Linked DNA regions of Sus scrofa: all the other regions are linked to region 1. Evidence: chromatin contacts called from public HiChIP or PLAC-seq data. All regions are on one chromosome and are shown on one strand. The core of a region is the stretch at or near the end of the contact, and the rest is flanking DNA. Distances in the headings are between cores, read along the strand shown.

What was found. HiChIP or PLAC-seq counts read pairs in DNA pulled down with a chosen protein or histone mark.
Region 2: an H3K27ac HiChIP or PLAC-seq map of alveolar macrophages shows a contact between it and region 1. The contact joins two enhancer-like sites. A contact is called at or near these places in 1 of 5 promoter capture datasets (liver), 23 of 47 Hi-C or Micro-C datasets (adipose tissue, alveolar macrophages, blood and 14 more) and 2 of 2 datasets of contacts at active chromatin or transcription factors (alveolar macrophages and skeletal muscle).
Region 3: a contact with region 1 is called in an H3K27ac HiChIP or PLAC-seq map of alveolar macrophages. The contact joins two enhancer-like sites. A contact is called at or near these places in 2 of 47 Hi-C or Micro-C datasets (brain and embryonic fibroblasts) and 1 of 2 datasets of contacts at active chromatin or transcription factors (alveolar macrophages).

The regions. Positions count from the first base shown.
Region 1 is chr13:67,502,639-67,505,366 of Sscrofa11.1, reverse strand. All of the region lies in intron 17 of ATG7 (autophagy related 7), which reads right to left. Among named protein-coding and RNA genes, the nearest start is that of ATG7, 86 kb to the right of the region's middle. Within about 2 kb of position 1,411, at least 47 of the 83 cell types and tissues checked have an H3K27ac peak or open chromatin away from gene starts, as enhancers often do. A contact at or near this core is called in alveolar macrophages, where this site is marked.
Region 2 is chr13:67,796,715-67,799,442 of Sscrofa11.1, reverse strand. All of the region lies in intron 2 of VGLL4 (transcription cofactor vestigial-like protein 4), which reads left to right. Among named protein-coding and RNA genes, the nearest start is that of VGLL4, 75 kb to the left of the region's middle. Within about 2 kb of position 1,417, at least 3 of the 83 cell types and tissues checked have an H3K27ac peak or open chromatin away from gene starts, as enhancers often do. A contact at or near this core is called in alveolar macrophages, where this site is marked.
Region 3 is chr13:67,239,211-67,241,938 of Sscrofa11.1, reverse strand. All of the region lies in intron 1 of HRH1 (histamine H1 receptor), which reads right to left. Among named protein-coding and RNA genes, the nearest start is that of HRH1, 31 kb to the right of the region's middle. Within about 2 kb of position 1,363, at least 8 of the 83 cell types and tissues checked have an H3K27ac peak or open chromatin away from gene starts, as enhancers often do. A contact at or near this core is called in alveolar macrophages, where this site is marked.

The DNA.
Region 1 (2,728 bases), core at 162-2,661:
TCAAGACCGTGCTGTTTGGACAGCTACTAAATGGACGTGATTTGCATTCTCTGATGATCAGCAGCTCTACTGCCTGCTAATTTGTGCCCCATTCAGGGTCTCTCATCAGCCTGCACACCAACCTCCTGGAGATGCCAGGAGTGGCCTCTACAAAAAGCCAGAAAAGGGGTCTGGCTGGCCTCACAGAACTCAGCACCATCCCAGGAACCAGGAAAAGACCACTTACTTTCTTCCTTTTCTTTCTTCTTTCTGTCTGTCTGACTGTCAATAAAAGATCCCACTTGTTAGCAGCAGAGAAAAAAATAGCATGCTAAGATTTACAATGAAAAAGTATTCTCTACTTTTCTCTCAAGGTGTTCAGAGTGAGGAGAAGCTTGCCTCTGTGTGGGAAGGAGGTGATGATAAGTGGAACCATGAGGGGGGCAGCGGGGAGGCTCAATAACATTTCATTTTGATCTGTGTGCCAGGCAGGTGAATGGTGTTCATTTTGTGATAATCCAAGATATATACTTAATGATTTAAGTGTGATTTTCTGTGTTTTATATACAGATAAAAATGGCAAATTAAAGATATTCCCGAAGTTCCCGTCGTGGCGCAGTGGTTAACGAATCCGACTAGGAACCATGAGGTTGTGGGTTCGATCCCTGCCCTTGCTCAGTGGGTTAACGATCCGGCGTTGCCGTGAGCTGTGGTGTAGGTTGCAGATGAGGCTCGGCTAGGATCCAGCATTGCTGTGGCTCTGGCGTAGGCTGGTGGCTACAGCTCCGATTGACCCCTAGCCTGGGAACCTCCATATGCCGCAAGAGCGGCCCAAGAAAATGGCAAAAAGACAAAAAAAAAAAAGATATTCCCTTTATAGAGAGAAAGTGGCTTATACACATCACTGCCCACTTGCAGAATCCCATTCACGTACACTGGGCCAGAGACTTTTATAAAAAGAACAAACCTAGAGGCCTATTTTCTCACCTTCAAATGGTTTTTTCCCACAGTTTTCAAATTCGGTAACAGATTTTCTTTTCAGGCTGAGTATCACTGAATTTCAGGGCCTCATCAAGCCTGTTTCTGCATGTGCCAATCTCTGGATGGGCCAAATTCTGCCTATGGCCCCAAAGGAAGAAGAGCAACTAAGTCATCCTCAGGCCTCAGGCCTGATGCAGAGGAGAGCACAGGCTGAGGTCCTCTTCCCACATTACAAAAGGAGTTGCTGGTGGGGGTGGCATGTGACTCCCCGGCCAAGGACAAGCACTATTCTACCACGGCTCATTCTACAGGGGCCAAGTAATAAGCACTGTCCTTCGGGCAGGTGAGGAAAAAAAAAAAAAAAAGCCCAGGGAGCGTCACAGGCCCCTCTCTGGATACAAAGCACACAAAGGGGTTTACCAAGTTCCACTGCAGCAGGAAGTCATTTGTCAGGAGAGCCAGGAAGAGGAGGGGGGGAGGTGCTGAGTCTGCATTGCAACACAGCCCAGTGTTTTTGTGGAAACGACATCCTGCTAATCAAAACACAGTCGCATAAATGGACTCACTCCATTTCAGAAAAGAGAGAAATAAAAGAAATGTAAAGCCTATAAAAAGGTACCACACAACCCTGATTAATTTTAAAGTTCTTTCTCTGCTGTCGTTTTTAGAAAGTAGCTAAAAATAAAGGCTTGAAACTTGAAATAATGTAAGCAAGTAATCACACACACACTGGGCTTTTTCCATATATGGCTGCATTATTCTTCAGCCTTTGAAAAGGCCAAATGAAGAGATGGCCAACAACCAAAATAATCCTTCAGACACTTAACAACGAGGAGAAAGAACCAGAAGAGCGGGTGAATGACAAACAGTTGCAAGGCTCAATGGGGGTAAATAACATGACAGGGATTAGTTGCCATAGTACTTTAAAAACATGGGCACATGCATTTTGACACTGAACCCCTTCTATAAAGGGACTGATTTGCTCTCTGGCCTCAGCACTGAGAAAACTACAACTGCAGTAATTTAACATAAAAGACTTAAAGAAGGAAACCAGTGCAGGGGCATGACTGAAAATTTAATTAAGGCCCTTCTCTGTATGAAATCTGTAAAGGAGAGGAGGGCACATCTCAAGGGCAGAAGGAGGGAAGGAGATGAGAGACATGCAAAAAGGGGAAGAGGCAAGGGATTCAAATGAGCACATCAACTGCACAGGTTGGCTCTGGAGGACAGCTCCTGTGATGGAGGTTATGACAGTGTCTGCTGGGTCCTACTTGAAATGTCTCTGCAGAAGAGATTAACACATTCATTTCAAATAAATGACACACTGGAAAAGTCACATTTGTCTTGTGTTTCCTGGTTTACAAAAAGCCTCATCAAAGACAATTCTGGACGCAAGGCAAAGCACCGGCTTTTACTGATAGGACACTGAGGCTGAGGGAGGGTCAGTGACCTAACACAAGTCTATGATGGGCGGCTCAGGAGTAGCAATTCAAAGTCAGCTCTCCTGATATGCAGGCTGCACTATTTCCAGTCATAAAACCTCAGGAGAGCACTGGTCAGAGGGCCAGGTTTAGGTGTAGATGTCGGCATATTCACTACCTCTCTCTGTGACCATGGACAAGCAATCTCCCTTCTTCTGAGTCAGACCCTCAAGTGGAAAATGACAGGCCAGGCAAGGGGAGGCAGAGAGAGACAAATGTGATCTGTGACTCACCCAGCTCTGCACTCCTGTGCGAGTCTGTCCTCACGTGTCCCTGAATTGGACTCT
Region 2 (2,728 bases), core at 168-2,667, 290 kb before region 1:
GCCACAGTTCACAGCAGTGACAGATCCTTAACCCACAGAGCAGGGCCAGGGATCAAACCTGTGTCTTCATGAATACTAGTTGGGTTTGTGACCACTGAGTCATGATGGGAACTCCCTGTTATTTAGTTTAAAAAATTTAAATGCTTTTCTATTGAAACTTCTGTTGGCTCTGCCGCTGCATTCTGCGATGACACAGTTACTTACTGAGCCTGGGTTGCATCCCAGGGCTGTAAACATTCTTCTCTCTCTCTCTCTCTCTCTCTTTTTTTTTTTTTTTTTTTTTTTGTTGTTGTTGCCTTTTTAGGGCCACACCCAAGGCATATGGAGATTCCCAGGCTAGGGGTCTAATTGGAGCTACAGCTGCTGGCCACAGCAGCACCAGATCCGAGCTGTGTCTGCGACATACACCACAGCTTATGGCAGCGCTGGATCCTTAACCTCCTGAGCGAGGCCAGGGATCAAACCTGCCACTTCATAGTTTCTAGTCAGATTCGTTTCTGCTGCGCCATTGATGGGAACTCCTCCAAAAACGTCTTTTAAATTTTTTTTTTTTTGTCTTTTGTCCTTTTTAGGGCCACTCCCGTGGCATATGGAGGTTCCCAGGCTAGGGGTCTAATTGGAGCTGTTGCTGCCAGCCTACGCCAGAGCCACAGCAACGCCAGATCCAAGCCGTGTCTGCGACCTACACCATAACTCAAGGCAATGCTGGATCCTTAACCCACTGAGCAAGGCCAGGGATGGAACCTGAAACCTCATGGTTCCTAGTCAGATTCGTTTCTGCTGCGCCATGATGGGAACGCCTAAAAAAATTTGAAAAATACATATCTTTATGTGCAGATAAAGATTTACAGAAGAGAATATCTCAGTGTCAGAAATCTATCATTGCATTAATTAGGTAACAATGAAAGTTCACAATGTCTAAAAAGTTGATGGTAAAAAATACTGAGAAGCTGAATATTAAAGATGATTTCTGTAATTGATCCAAATGCTGTATTGATTAGATGATTTTATCACAGCAATGTGTATAGAAACAAAACATATGATAGTGAATGATGTTCTTCAATATATGTTATTGGTGTTTTAAAAATTTTGGTGAGAACAATTAATGTGAAATCATCTACCCTCTTAACAGATTTTAAGTGCACACTACAGTATTATTAAATGTAGGTACAGTACTATACAGCAGAGCTCTAGAACATATTTATCTTGCTAGCTCAAACTTCATCCTGTTGAACAGCAACTCCCGTTGCACCCAGCCCCTCATGACCATCATCCTGCTGTTTCCATGAATCTGACTGTTTAGATTCCTATCTAAGATAATCATGCAGTATTTATCCTGTGACTGGCTTACTTCATTTATCGTAATGTCCTCCAGGCTCACCCATGCCGTTGCATATGGGAGGATTTCTTTCTTTTTAAAGGCTGAGTAATACACCATTTGCATGTATGAGTCACATTTTCTTATTGTAAAGAAATAGAGGGGAACTAACTCAATAAAAAACAGAAACCATTTATGCATTAAGATGATAGTGGAGTTCCCTGTTGTGGCTCAGCAGGTTTTAAGGACCTGATGTTGTCTCTGTGAGGATGCAGGTTCGATTTCTGGCCTCACCCAGTGGGTAAAAGATCCAGTGTTGCTGTAAGCAGTGGTGAAGGTCACAGATGCAACTTGGATCCAGCGTTGCCAAGACTGTGGCACAGGTCACAGCTACAGTTCCAGTTCGACCCCTAGCCTGGAAACTTCCATATGCTGCAGGTACAGCTGTTAAAAAAGAAGAAGAAAAAAAAAAAAAAAAGAAAAGAAAAGAAAAAGAAAAGAAGGGGAAAAAAATGATGGTATTCTGGGTGAGTTTTTACTTTTTATATAGCAAGTTACTCATGTATCTATGTATCTTATAGTTACTGTAGCTGTTAGGGATCCCCCATTCAAGATAAATAACTGGGGAGTACAGGTTCCTAAGTGGAGGACCTCTGAAATAATGTTCAGGAAGTTTTATCCAGTGTGATTCAGTTGCTTTGTGCTCAGGTGTCATTAGTAACCCGTTAAACACAGCCTCAGTTACTCAATCCCAGGTCCCCAGCTCTCTCTGTTCCCAGATACTCTCAGCTACCATTCCCACCAGTTCTGAGGTTAAACTAGACACAGAGTCTTAGACTTGAAAAGGGCACTTTTGGTCCATCTCCTTTATTTAATAGATGAGAATGCTGATCTTTGGAAAGAAGAGGTAATGCTTTTTGAAACTGGTTGGAATTTATACTTGAAGTGGAAGAAGAAATGGCAAATGTATTCTACATTGGGTTCAGCATTGAGAAGTTAAATACATCATATTGCTGCTCTCAGAAATAGTATGTAAAGAAATAATGTGTAGTAATCGAGCTGTCCAAGTTCTTTATCATGTGCAACAACACAATTCCTTTTATCAGGTACTGCTAATTTAATTTTGAAAACTGAAAGTGGAGTTGGATGAATTGGTTGTGACTTTCGCTTCCTTTTTCTTTTGCTTCTTTCTCTCACAACTTATTTTGCATCTTGGACTGATCTTCAAACATTGTTTTTATCATATTACTCCCTCTCTTTCCCCAAAGTGAACCTATGGGACTCTTTACTACAGTGTGTTACTATAGAGTCAAGTTTGATTTCTGTCTGATTTATTCCTGGTCCTCAACCTTTATTTAATATTTAACTGTCTTTTCAGTTATGTTTTCTATTACTTTCTCTCCCTGAAAT
Region 3 (2,728 bases), core at 114-2,613, 260 kb after region 1:
GTTTCCTTCAGATAAATACCCAAACGTGGAATTGCTGGATTGGTTGGTAGTTTTAATTTTTTATTTTGGGGGGACCTCCATACTGTTTTCCATAGTGGCTGCACCAAGTCATATTCCCACAAACTGTGCACAAGATGTTCCCTCTTCTCCACATCCTCACCAACCCTTGCAGGTCTTGTCTCTTGGGTGATAGATATTGGAACAGGTGTGGGGTGATAGCTCATTGTGGTTTAGATTTGTGTTTCCCTGCTGGCTAGTGATGTTGAGCACCTTTTCATGTACCTGCTGGCCATCTGTATGTCTTCTTTGGAAAAATGTCTGGTCAGATCCTCTGCCCATTTTTTAATTGAATTCTTGGTTAACATCTTTTGTTTTGGCAACGGTGGTCCTGTCCAGGAGGCCAAAGTTGCTCAGCCAGAGGCCTCCATCCCAGGATGCTCATCCTTAGGCAAAGTGCCTGTTTGCTGCTGGCAGAACCAAGCCTTATCTCCAGCACCCTTTGGTTCAACTGACCATTTGTTCGTGAACAATTTGGGGGGTTATATTCTAAGTGCCAATGACAGTGCCAGTGTTAATTTTCTGTCTCCCTTGCTGCATCCCTGTGTTTAGCATGGTGCTGGCACTCAGGAAATACCTAACTAGGGTATGAACAAATGACAGGAAAGGAGAAAGGGGTTCAGGGCTGTGGATGAGGGGAGCAGACATGTGGCTGCAAGCTGTTGCCTGTCTTAGAGATGCCAGCCCCATCCCTTCCTGAGGTTTCCTTGGTCCCTGTGTCTTAATACATCTCCCAGGTTGGGTTAAGCCTTGGGAAAGAAGCTGAATTAAGCATGAAACTTCCTTCACTGCCTGAGTACCTGGCAGAGCTGTGCCAATTAGCTGATTGCCAGAGTGAAAGGTGTTTATCCTTGCTGGACTCCTCCGGTATTCTGAAAAGCTGAGGCTTGGTGAGGTTTCATGGATAGAGGGAGACAGAGGAATAGGAAGTGAAAGGGTAGAGTCAGAGCCAAGTAGTATGTACCTAGATCTCATTCCATGCGGGCCATTCTAGGAGGCCCTAGACATTCAGTGCTTAAAATAATCAGGCCCTGCTTTAAAGGAGCTTAGAGTCTAGAGCAGGGACTAGCTTTGGCCCACAGATTGTCCTTGTAAATAAATTTTTATTGGAACACAGCCATGCTCATTCATTTGAGTATTTTTTTATGCCTGCTTTCACCCAACGGCAGCATTAAGTATTTACAGCAGGGACTATATGTGGCCCACAAATTTTAGGCCCACAATCTGCCCTCTATAGAAGTTTGCCAGCCTCTGGCATGGAGCCCCAGCAGATGTGCAGTCAGAAAGAGAAGCAGAGAAGAGAGGAGGAAGTGAGAGTACACGCAACCAGAAAACTGGGAGAGAACAGGAGACACCCGCCCATGCAGTGTGACGCGGGAGGGTGGAAGTTCCTTAAATATCTCCACTTGGCATCTTTTGCCAGGATGAAACTCCACCACCTGGAGCTGTTCCTTTGGGAAGAGCATTGCTTTCAAATACCCCCCTGGGGAGGGTCTTTGATCCTCACCCCATACCGCAATTGTGGATTAGTTGATGAGATCTTGCAGGAGGAGACAAGGCTGCCAGAGATTTCCAGAGGCCTGGAAGAAGGGAGAGGGAAAGCCAGATGCACTGGACGCAAAAGCAAATGTGCTGTCATCAGAGATAAGCTGGTGCTGGCAAGTGTCACTGAGCCACTGTGGGGCTTTGGAAAGGCGGGATCACATTTGTGACTTAGGGGTCATTTGCCTCCTAAGAGCCGAGCTGCACTTCCTTCTCCCACCTCTGCCCTTGGAGAGCGCCTGCCTGGTGAGCATGCAGGCCTATGGATACCCAGGTCTGTGCACACATGTGTATGCCCTGGGCACTGGTGTGCATCAGGGATGGATCCATATTTTATTTAGGGTTTAAGTTTATACAATTTGGGGGAGCCCCTTTAAGACAAAGATTTCAAAATCATTAAGACGAATTTAGGTACACATGTATTTCAGTTTTTAAAGAGCACATTTTTTAAAAACTGAAGAATACCAGAAATATCACAAGAGCTAGACAATTCACACATATTTCATTAACTCCCTGATACCATTGGAAATGCATTTTTTTTTTTTCAGATTGCATCTGTGGCACATGGAAGTTCCCAAGGCTAGGGGTCAAATCGGAGCTGCAGCTGAGGCCTATGCCACAGCCACAGCCATACCAGATCCAAGCCACATATACAACCTAGGCCACGGCTTGTGGCAACACTGTATCCTTAACACACTGAGCAAGGCCAGGGATTGAACCTGCATCCTCACAGACACTATGTTAGATTCTTAACCCACTGAGCCACAATGGGAACTCCCAGAAATGCATTTTCTACTCTTCTTTTTTTTGGGGGGGGTGCTGTATACTCCTTGACAGCCTCTTCATATATGCAGGATTTTTAGAATAGTTGCTATACAGAGAAAAGAAAGATAAACCAGTCTTTTTGTCTGGCAAGGTAATTGCAGTTTGCTTTTATTGAGTTAGGGGAGTTCTCATTGTGGCTCAGCAGGTTAAGCACCCAACATAGTATCTGTGAGGATTCGAGTTTGATCCCTGGCCTCACTCAGTGGGTTAAGGTTCTGGCACTGCTGCAAGTCTGTGGCATAGGTCGAAGATGTGGCTTGGATCTGGCATGGCTGGACTGTGGTGTGGCCAGCAGCTGTAGTTC